Linked DNA regions of Mus musculus: region 2 is linked to region 1. A link is a contact called in public promoter capture Hi-C data. All regions are on one chromosome and are shown on one strand. Each heading gives the region's core, a stretch centred on a gene start, on an enhancer-like site or on the middle of the called end of the contact. The rest is flanking DNA. Distances are from core to core; before and after follow the strand shown. Region 1 overlaps Phlpp1 (PH domain and leucine rich repeat protein phosphatase 1). Region 2 overlaps Phlpp1 (PH domain and leucine rich repeat protein phosphatase 1).

The links. Capture Hi-C pulls out chosen DNA fragments and counts their contacts.
Region 2: a contact with region 1 is called in a promoter capture Hi-C map of adipose tissue. The contact joins two enhancer-like sites. A contact is called at or near these places in 2 of 484 Hi-C or Micro-C datasets (embryonic fibroblasts and uterus), 2 of 115 datasets of contacts at active chromatin or transcription factors (microglia and thymic regulatory T cells) and 2 of 9 other capture datasets (adipose tissue and liver).

What each region holds. Positions count from the first base shown.
Region 1 is chr1:106,195,400-106,201,692 of GRCm38.p6, reverse strand. All of the region lies in intron 1 of Phlpp1 (PH domain and leucine rich repeat protein phosphatase 1), which reads right to left. Among named protein-coding and RNA genes, the nearest start is that of Phlpp1, 27 kb to the right of the region's middle. Within about 2 kb of position 1,807, at least 95 of the 459 cell types and tissues checked have an H3K27ac peak or open chromatin away from gene starts, as enhancers often do. A contact at or near this core is called in adipose tissue and liver, where this site is marked.
Region 2 is chr1:106,313,431-106,318,890 of GRCm38.p6, reverse strand. Phlpp1 (PH domain and leucine rich repeat protein phosphatase 1) reads right to left here. Exons shown (of 17, transcript NM_133821.3): 4 at 1-42. Among named protein-coding and RNA genes, the nearest start is that of Phlpp1, 140 kb to the right of the region's middle. Within about 2 kb of position 1,745, at least 102 of the 459 cell types and tissues checked have an H3K27ac peak or open chromatin away from gene starts, as enhancers often do. A contact at or near this core is called in adipose tissue and liver, where this site is marked.

The sequences.
Region 1 (6,293 bases), core at 558-3,057:
GCAGTCATTGATGCTGTAAGAGAACCGTGACACATGAGACTCTTAAAGTCCCACTACGTGCTAGGGCACCCAAATGAAGGTACATGCAGTATCTCTCATAGACTCCTCTGTTAAGAACCTGGTCCCCTGCTAAAGGGTTTTGGGATGTTATGGAAACTCTGGTTGGTAGGGCCTACCTGAAGGAAGTAGGTCACTAGGAGTAGGTCCTTGGGGGCTATATCTTGTCCCCAGCCCATTTCTGTCTCAGGACATGATCTCGAAGGGAAATATCACACCATAATAACATGGAGAACATGTACAAATAAACTCTTCATTTTTTATGTTGCCCTAGTCAGGCTGTTCTCATAGCAATAGGAAAGTAACTGAGACTGGAGAGATGGCTCAGTGGTCAAAAGCATCAGCTGTTCTTCCAGAGTACCCGGGTTCAATTTCACCCACTAACAGCTGAAGTTAGGTCCAGATCCAGGGTCCAAAACACTTCTGACTTTTGTGGACACCAGGCACACACACTGAGCACAAACCTACATGCAGACAAAGCACCCATACACACAAATAAAATCTTAAGAAAAGAAAGTAACTAATATACCAGCAGTCCACAGCAGGCAGAGGGGAGAACCAGGAGAGTCTGAGGAAGTTTATAGTCTATCCACAGTGAAACAAGAAAGAAACAGTTACCCAAATAAGGTAGAAGGCAAAGACCAATGTCATGCTCTGACTTCCACGTGTGCACTCTGGCACACAGGCACCTCCACACATCACACAGATAACACGTGAGCATATAAATAAACACACACTCTCACCCACACACTTTTTTTAAAAAATATAAGAAACCTTTACACTTAAACTGACCCAATTACCCTGATATTTAGAGAAAACACTATATTTCAAAGTAGATTCTAAGTTGACTACCTGTTCATAATCAACAAGAGGGAAGGAGGGAGGGAAAGAGGAAGAGAGGAAGGAAGGAGGGAGGAGAGGAGGGAGGGAGGGAGGGGAGGGAGGGAGGGAGGGAGGGAGGTAGGGAGGGAGGGAGGGAGGGAGGGAGGGAGGGAGGGAGGGAGGGAGGCAAAGCAAAGCTCCACTGGATCACCATCCAGAACTATGGCTAGGTAGACTGGTCTTGAGGATGCAGAACACACGCATCACTTATTAACTCTGGGAAGTCACTGCCAGCAGCTTCTCAAACAACTAAATGATTCTCTTCCTCCCCACTTCACAGAGCACAGTTCTGCACCCACTGCTGAAAGACGGCATATTCCAAACCAGACCTAGGATAACATCTACTGTCACACTTTGCAAGGAGGAAGACGCCATCTTTGACCTCCTTTTCTTCTCATCCAGACTTTAAGATGCTTGCCTGAGTCCCTGGCTTCTCCTCCCCTACCTTCACTGCTAACACAACCTAAGGAAACAAACAAACAAGCCAGTCCTTTAAGTACATGCAGTTGGAAGAAATAAGTCCTCTGGAGCACATCGCCATCTATTCTTCCCATGCCTGCTACTCTCATCTGACCTCCGAGTGTTTACGAATAGAGCCCAGAAGGAGACACATTTTCTGTTATATTCCAGGAGTTATCAATCCACTGGGTCATTTGAGAATCTCCTTTAGAGCTACCTTCCTGAGTTTGCTTTTTGTCTGCAGTTTGGTTTTGTTTTAAGGGACAGAGCAGGAAACAGAAAAGGGAAAAGAGATCCTCATAGCGCCCCATCTTGCCCCTCCCCCCACACCACCCCAAATGACTGTGAGAACTTCCTGAAGTGAGAACACTATGAATAGGGTCTGGCACGCAGACAGGAAAGATACTGCAGGCCTAGGAATGCTCTGAATAAGGCTTCTATGCAGCCATGAAACTAAAGGGATTCAGGCAACACAAAGGGCCCTGGCTTGTTAATGGATTCAGTCCTTTATTTTGCAGTATAATTAGACTGCATACAAATGAAAGCCTTTTCCAAGGGGCTGAACTGAGCTAACAAGGCCATGTCTCCTCTCCATGCTTGCCCTTCTCCCCGTGAGCTGATGTTGTTCTACTCTTAGACAAACACTTTGGGAAGACATTACCAGTTATAATAATTTAATCTGCCCTCCTGAAGAAGTATAAATCATTCTTTACACATTTGGGCTTTATTTCTTTAAAAGTTCTCACACAATTTGTTTTAGAGACCATGTTCTGACAGGGCAAAGATTATTCTATTCCCACAAACATTCCACACGCCTCACACTTTACAAAATAGTAATAATTATTATTAATAACAATATATTCTCCAAGCAATTCTGCCTGCAAGGCTTATACAAAAGTCCACCAACTTTTCAGATGAGCAGCTGCCCACAATTCACTCCGGGTCACTGACATCGGGGTCAGTACTCAAAACACAAATGATAGGTGACCCAGTTTTTCACTTGCTTTTTCGCTTTGTTTTGTGTTACCTGTCTCTCTGGGTATCTGAGAAATGGTACTGATGGTGAGGACCAGCAAGGTGACTCCACTGTCTGTATGGAGCTACAATGGAAGAACAGAACCAACTCCTGCAAGCTGTCCTCTGACCTCAACACATCAGTCTACATAACATGTGCTCATAAAATGCAATGCTACAGTTAATAAGAATAAGAAAGTGAACAAGCCCACAGATGAAGTCACAGTGTCACTTGCCTGTGCCTCTGTACTCTAATTCATTTTCTTTCTTTTTGTTCTCCCACTAAGGCCTTCCCCTAGAAAAGGATTGATTTTATATCTAAAACTTAAAGGAAAGCAGCTTTTTTTTCGTGTAGCAAAAATCAAATGTACTAATGAATTACAAAAAAAAAAAAAGTGGAGAAGCTAGGAGCTTATTAAAATATCTCTAAATTAGAACTATAGGATAGCATCTTTCCAATTAAGTTATGCAACTAGCTAGAAACACAAGAAAAATAGGTAATAAAGGCAAATGGTAAGAATCTAACAGAAATCTAGAGACACACTGAAATGAAGAAAACTTGCTTAAACACTGCAAAAATGGCAAAACTGCCATATTTTTTAAGACAAATGGTACTTTCCTTTTCCACTGTATTTATCAAAATGGAGTGGTTGTATTAACACCACACGCAGCATCCCATGTGCTGAACAAGTGGGAGGAGGGAGAAACAGTCGGAAGTTTCCAATGGATACACTACAAGCCTCGTGAAGGCAATTACTATGTCCCACTCACCACTGTGCCCATGGCACACTTGTCTACACACGGCCACAACCAACGCTACTTATCAGAAAAATAAAAGGGTGGAAAATGAGTGTTGGGTGAATTCTGTCACTGAAGAAATGTTACATGCCGACTCTCCATATGGCAGAGTTACTAGCAGTTAGGGTTAAGCCTATTTGCACAATTATCAGAAAAATACTAAACAAAACAATTTAAAGCTGGAAAGATTTGGTTGAGCTCAATTTCCAAGTTTCAACTGGCTTTCTCTGCTGCACTGAGTCTTCGCTACACTGAGTTTCCGCTGCACTGAGGCCTCCAGCAAAGCAGAAACACCACGGCAGTGGGAACATATGGAGCGCTTTGTTCATCTCCGGGTGGGCAGGAAACAGTGAGGAAAATGGATTGTGGACCAGATATAAAGTTCAAAGACATGTACTTAGTGACTCTACCTCCCAATTAGCTTCCATTCTGTAAAGTTTCCAGAACCTCTCAAAATACTGCTATTAGCTAAAGACCAACATTCAAGAGATGATCCCATGGGTACACTCATATCTAAACCATAATGAACTATCTGACAAAGTAGGAACATTTTATTAGGGTTCTCTAGAGTAAGAGAATTTATAGAATCTCTCTCTCTCTCTCTCTCTCTCTCTCTCTCTCTCTCTCCACACACACACACAAACACACACACAATCACACACACAAAGGGGATTTATTAGAATGACTTATAGGCTGCAGTCCAGCTAATGCAACAATGGCTGGCTGTGAACAGAAAGTCCAAAAATCCAGTAATTGCTCAGGCCTCAAGGCTGGGTGTCTCAGATGGTCTTCAGTATAGGCTAGAGTCCCAAAGACATAGTAGGCTCTAAGGCCAATGAAGGAATGGATATGCTAGCCAGGCAAGGGCAAGCAGGCAAAGAGCAAAACCCTCTTTCCTCCATGTCTTTATACAGGCTTCCAGCAGAAGGACTGGCCCAGATTAAAGATGGATGTCCATACCAAAAGTGGACTTACCTACTTCAAACCAAGCAAAAAATCTCTCATAGACTGCAGTTCATTCCAGTTACAGTCAAGTTGACAACCAACAGTTACCATCACACTCATTTACATTTGAGGAAAGCACCCATATTTTCTTGTTTTCTAGTAATTACTATATAAGGTAATCCAGAAGCCAGGCAATTCTGTCTTCCTCTTGGGAGCTTAAAGAAATCCAGCAGTCAGCTATAGAGTCTGTCTCTATAGACACTAGTCTGTCACTAAAACTGTTATTTGCAAATCATATGGTAATTCAGCTTCTAACCTTTAGTTTAATTTGTAATTTTCTTCCAATTTATGAAAGCTCATCATTGATACTGTATGGCAGAACGATTAACTAACATTTATCATTTGTAACTAATTTTTCTAAAAATATAGTCACAAGGGGCCAGTCCACAGCTCAGTTGGCAGAGCCTAGCATTCATGAAGCCTGAGTTTGGTCTCCAGCACTGCATGCACACCTGTAATCCTAGCCCTCAGGAGGCGGGAGCAGAAGTATCAGAAGCTCAAGAGCATCCTCCACTATACACCAAGTTCAAGGCTAGCCTGGGATATATGAGACCCTGCTACAACAATAAGGATAGAATCACAAAAAGGCAGCAATTATACCATTAAGGATTTCCCTTTCAATTAAAAATCCCCCACAGATTTAATGGACCAATGATTATCACTTCAATTCTGAAGATGCTTTGAAAATGGAGCATTTTATTGAGTATGAATGCTATTATTAAAATCTGACTCAAAATACCCTTTAATTTCTTTCAGCATCACAGCTCCTCCCAGTAATAGTCCCCAGCTCTGTATAAAGGTATCAGTGTTCAGTAGCTTACAGTTTCTCACACCCATACACACCACTCAGGGACTCGAAAGCGGAAACACCCTTCAAAGGCAACAGGTAAAGATCACAATAGTAAGCATGCAATGGCTTCTAGTTTCTTGATGGGATGCTAGTTTGTGCATGGTCTGGAGTCATTCAAACTACATTTGCATATATTACTACTAGGTAGTAGAAAGTCTGGTACTGCTACTGGTAGCATGCTTCATTTCTGATTCTCAACCATGATAAGTAAATATTCTCGGACAATGTGTAAGAACCTGACCTGGTCCACCCTTTTGATTAAAGGAGGTCAGAAGACATGCAGATCTAACAGCTACTCAAAAAGGAAAAGAAAATCTCAAAAGTTTGTTCAAATTTAAAGCTAAAATATAGACTTATTTATACTAAATAAATTATATTAAGCCTTATAGTAAAATACTATAATTTCTGTTTTCAATGATACTCAAATATTGTTTAAAAATATCAAGGTGTGATATGAGATGCTTATCAATAACCCCAGGACCTGAGAGGCTGGGACAGGAAAAACACAAATTTGCAGCCAGTCTGGACTACACATCAAGCTTCAGGACATCCTATTCTACTTAGGAAGACACACACACACACACACACACACACACACACACACACACACCTTGTCTCCGTATATGCATACTTACATGCACACATACATATCACAATTTACCAAGCACACTTCTTGTATTTTTAAGATTTATTTATTTATTTATTTATTTATTTAATGTTTATGAGTACACTGTAGCTGTCTTCAGACACACCAGAAGCCACCATGTGGTTACTGTGGAATTGAACTCAGGACCTCTGGAAGAGCAGTCAGTGCTCTTAATCACTGAGCCATCTCTCCAGCCCCCAAACACACTTCTTAAACTATCTTCAAATGTTAGCTCTATGTCCTTCCTTGTTCACACCAGCAGTGTGTTAACATAGCTATAAAGTAAATTAAAGAATTCACCAAAAGCCAGGTCTAGTGGTGCATGCCTTTAATCCCAGCACTCAGGAGGCAGAGGCAGGTGGATTTCTGAGTTCAAGGCCAGCTTTCGTCTACAAAGCAAGTTCCAGGAAGGCCAGGGCTACACAGAGAAACCCTGTTTCAAACAAAAAAAAAAAGATTTCACCAAAAACTAAACTGAATTTTCAAGAAATCTACCCACAGATTTACATGTTATTAATGTAAAGTATGCCTACTACTTTACTGCATTATAATAACGCACTATAATAATAATCACCTTTAGCA
Region 2 (5,460 bases), core at 496-2,995, 120 kb before region 1:
ACAACAGGAGAGGTCTACTGAGCTTATACGCTGTGATGCAACCTGGAGAAAAAAGAAAAGAATACATGGAATTAATTGTTTACACATAGAAATGAGACATTCCCTTTTGGGAACTCAGGAACAGCATGAAAGTCCTAATACAAAGAGATGAAGCCTATATACACTTGGCACAAAACAGCCTGCTACTGTAAAAACTGCCCGAGAGCAGGCCTAAAGCAACCTAGCACAGGGCTCCGAAGAACGCAATGACCTTTTAGGTTACTGATGTCACTAGTCTCTCCTACAGGTGGTTTTAATCAAGAAAACAATACAAAACAAAAACAAGTAAGAGGATTATGAACAAACTGACACAAGAGTTTAAAGGAAATACACAACCATGCACTAGACAGGAAGACAGATGTGGTGTGTGCTGATTTCAGTGAGATAACTACACATTGATTGTGCTTTGCCTCATGTAGATGCTTCGCACAAAACAAAAAGTCTATCTAAATGATTATCCAGATATCCACTGCCCTCCTCGTTAAATAATCCCTACCAAGACCAGGATCCCAGCGCTACAAACCCAGATGCAGGCTGCAGAAACAAAGTGCTCTGGGTAAGCTCAGTTCTTCAGGAATTACAAGCCCCATTTATAATGAAAGTGAAGAGATTTAGCCCACTTCAAATATCTTGGTTCTGTCTGATAGCAGATGTTGTAACATCAGAGTTCTAAGCCTTTGCCTAACTTAGTTTTACTTTGCAAAAAAAAAAAAAAAAAAAAAAAAAGAGAGAGAGAGAGAGAGAATAAATGAAGGAAGGAAGATTTTACTCTTTATCCTTGATCACCCTGATGTACTGTACTGTTACCGAATTCCAGCTTTCCCCTAACCCAGAAGAGGCAGAGCAGAGTCCTGGGAATGTGGCTCTAGGCCCAGACGGCACAGATTCTCATCTAAGCACCACAGCCTCTCCTCTGCGCTGAGATAGACAGACAGATCATTGATCTCTTCTGAGACTCGGCTTCATGTCTATGTAGCAGTATTAAAATGGCACCTAGTCCTACCTTCATAGCTCAGAAAAACCATCAATAAATGCTGCTATTATTTTTATTGCTGCTGCTACAAAATAGAATTACTCATAGTTTATATTCACTAATTCCCAAATTTATGCATATTTATTAGAAGTAAATTTACAAAAAACATTCTGCTGAGGTCATACTTGAATTCAAGATAAATTACACTGTACATATGAAGCAGAAAGATGCTGTTTACAAAGGCTCTGATACAGAAGGTCTGAGTTGGCACTTCAGCATTCTCAGCTTCCCTTGAATTTACACCATTAAAAAAGAAAACCCCAAAGACAGCCAAATTCCTGATGTAAACCAAGAAGATCTAGAGCTTGTAGGGACAGAACGCTTTTCCTTGTTCACTGAAACAACCACACTGAGTACTCACTATGACCCTCCGATGCTGGGCAGAAAAGAGGGTCTACAGCCCACCTCTCAAGTCCTTCAGCCACCTACACCAGCTTGCCTCCGGCCTACCTAGCACACTGTTCCCTTGGAGACTACTTAGAAGAGAACAAGTTTTATTTTAATAGAAGTCTAACACTGTTCCCTTTGGACAAAGAGAACATGATTAAACGACAAGTTGTCCTTGCTCCATTCCTCATTCTAGACTAAAAGTTGTTACTGCTGGAAGCAGGAGGAAGTGGGCACAGGAACAGGATAAGATCAGCCAGCACAGTCTCAAGGGAACCACAGTGCAAACAGGAACATCTAGAGTAATACCACGAGTCCAATATGTAATAGCCATGGGGCAGGGAGCAACCCAGGAGACCACAAAGGCTACCACAAGCTTCCCCTGGGAACAGACCATATCCTGGACCCCAAACAAAAGAAGTGAGTACATCAGCATAGACCAGCCAAGGCACATCTCATCCAAAAGAGAAAAGCACTGCTCCCAAAGAAGGAAAGCTGGACATCCAACCAAGAAGCTGTGCTCCACATACACAGCTGCTATTAAAACTCACATCCTTCCCACAATCTACATACACAGGAACTATTAATAAGAAAGCCACCCGGGTGCATCTCAGGGCAAGCAGCGTTCTTTCCCAGCTTCCTTTCCCAGTATTTGTAAGTTATTGTTATAGAAAGGAAGTGTGGCCCTGAGGAGAGCTGAAGATAGAATATTGAGTTTAATTTCCAACAAACTCCATATAGTGAGACTCAACCCCTGCCTTTAACTTCAAGGTTAAAGTAAATTGAGCTTCAGGCCACAGCCTGGGCCCAGGGTGTGAACAAGAGCCTGCACTATTAACCACATGAATCAGGCCAGGGCCTGGACACTGTTAGATTTCACCAGGAAACAAGGGAAGAAGGAAGAACATTCTCCTAACTCTCAGGAAAATGGTATTGTAACCAGAACCCAGAAAAGCAGTTCCTAGAAGAAATGTAATCTTAGGTGTGGAAAAGAAACAGTAACAGGTTGTGGATGCTCCTTGAGAGAAACAGAGACCATCTGCTAAGCAAACAGATTCCACACAAAGGGTGACATCCATCTGGTGGGACCTTCATTCTTGACATCACGGCTCTGTGCACTCCAGCCCCAAATTCCTTGTCACACTGAAGGACAGTGATTCCCCAGTGAATAACTGAGAAGCATCAAATCAAACTTTAGAAGTCCATAAGAAAGGTACAATCAATCAATCAATCAATCAATCAATCAACGCTATGAAAAATCTAGAAAGTAAAAGAAACTACCCTATGTGGAAAATGCCTACCACCCTTGTTATGGAAGGGACTTCTCAAGGATCTCACATTTGAAACATAAATCTCCCTTTGGCAGAAGCTACTGTAACATACATTACACCAGCCAACTATAAGCCACAACACTGCTGCTCAAGAACAGTATGTATAAGAAAACTTTTCTAGTCATCTGGCTTTCGACAAGTCACTTCATCTCTCCACCCATCAGTTTCTTCATCTCTAAAGTGGATCGCCTAATACATACCTGATTAATATCAATATACCCTTCTCATTTAAAAAATGTTTTTAACCTTTTATTTATATTTTATCTGAAATGTGTGTCTACACACATGTGTGTGCTGGGTTCCTTAGGACTGGAGTTACAAACAGTTGTGAGCTTCCATGTAGAACCTGGAAATTGAAACCAGGTCCTCTGGAAGAGAAACTAGCGCTCTTAACCATTGAGCCACCTCATCTGTCCCTTCCATTCTCATTTTTAAAACTCAAGAAAGGCTCAGCAAGATCACTACTATACCTAGTCCATATCCCCATCATCTTGAGCAATTATACAAACAATGTAAATAGATTTGACCTTTAGATCAGTTCAAGATAACTATAGTCTAAAACATGATTTCTAATCTGCATTGACAATTAAAAAAAAAAAGAACTGGAGAGATGGCTTGGGAGTTAAAGAGCCTTCCTTCAATGTTTCTGCAAGAGATCTAAGTTCAGTTTCTGCACCCACACATGATACCTCACAGACACCTGTAACTAAATCCAGAGAATCTGACATCTCTAGAATCTCCATTAACACACACACACACACACACACACACACACACACACATAAATAGATGAATAAGTAACAAGGCTGATTAGAGTCAGAATGAACAAAACCTGTAATATATTAATATAAATATGAATTCTAACCATCTATTCAAATCGCCATCTTTTGCAAATGTCTTGTAAATATATACAATGGGAAAAGTACATTTAGTTCTCAAAATATTTTCTTCTAAACACTATGGGGTTAAGATATTAACAAGAAAATCAAAAATTTAGAAATAATAGAATTTCATACATTCACTAAAATGTGACACACTCTTAAACTGTGTCTCTCCCTACCCTTAGGACTCTCGGGCCATTAACTCTTTCTGCCAAGTCTAGCTGAGCTACATTTCTACATCAGAATTCCTGTCCTTGCCTAACCTGTATCTGTCATGATTCCCAACCATCACCCCCTTCCCTGTGATGGGATTATCAGTCTCATCATGTTGACAGCTGCTCAGTGGATAATCATCTTCCTTAGGCAAGGAAAGGTCACAGCAACATTCATGTGACATTTAGTACCCTCTATATTTTAGAAAAGTCAACTCTAGCCTTTTTATGTGCATAGTATGCTCAAATTCAAGCAGAATGACTGAAAGCCTTGGTCGAAGCAGCTGAAATAGCACAAAGAATTCTGCACATAAACGAGAAGACGGTTGTGACTTAGCATGAGTCACTAACAGCTCTGGTCCAACCTTGAGTGCTTTAGGAAATGATGTCCCTGGCTAAGGAGACAGCCTCTGTGAGTTCACTCGGCTTTGGGAAGGATGCTCAACTTCAGCTCATCTAGTTCTAACACCCCTACCCATCAATGCTTTGGAAAAGTAGGAGCAGAATAAAACTTGTTAATCATTCTCAGACATTCTAATACTTTTCTTGTTCCAGCTTTACACTCAGCAGCGCCATCTCTGCTAATTCCCACTGCTTCATGACATGCAATCATTTCTTTCCTCACACTGTATGAAATGTATTTGCCCCAGAACTTTCACAGTGACATTAAATTACTCAATGCTAATTCTCACTTTATAAATTCTGCGTAACTACAGATAGAGAATAAAGTTAATTAAAAGACTTTTGTGTGAATGTTACTGTTTCTTTTTCTTTTCTTTTCCTTTTTTCTTTTCTTTTCTTTTTTTTTTTTTTTGAGAAAGTCTCACTGTGTCCTAATAAAAGTAGCATTTTAAGCTACTAGTTTTAGATGAAGCAAATTTTACATAGAATTTAAATACTTTAACATTCCTTTCCTTTAAAAGGTTCAATGATTTGGAGTCATATGAGAAATAAAGTATGTAATTTATCCTCCATTCTAAATTATTAGCAGTTATGGCATGTAAAAGCAATGAAGGCAATAGCAAAATCCAGAGACACAGAGAGACAACATACAAAAATTAGAGATCTGCAGCTGGAGCTGACACTGTCACACAGCCCTCTATACCCAAATCCCACAGGGACAGAGCTGGTCTCCCAAGATTGCTGACAAAACCTGAGAACACAGGTAAGATCACCACTTCTGCTCAAATACTTAGCCCAAGAGGGACCCGCCCAGAGGCCTCAGGACACAAGAATGGAGGAGCAGCATTTGCACCCTGAGATTACCCTGTGTCACAGCTCTCCATAACCAAGCTCGGGGCTGAAAACAACCAAGTAGAAACAAAAAGAACTATACAAAGAATCAACAAAACCAGGAGCTGTTTTTTTGAGAAAATCAACAAGATAGATAAACCCTTAGCCAGACTAACCAGAGGGCACAGAGACATTATCAAAATTAACAAAATCAGAAATGAAAAGGGATATATAACAACAAAAACTGAGGAATTTCAAAAAAAATCATTAGATCTTACTACAAAAGGCTATAATCAACAAAACTGGAAAATCTAGATGAAATGGACAATTTTCTAGACAGATGT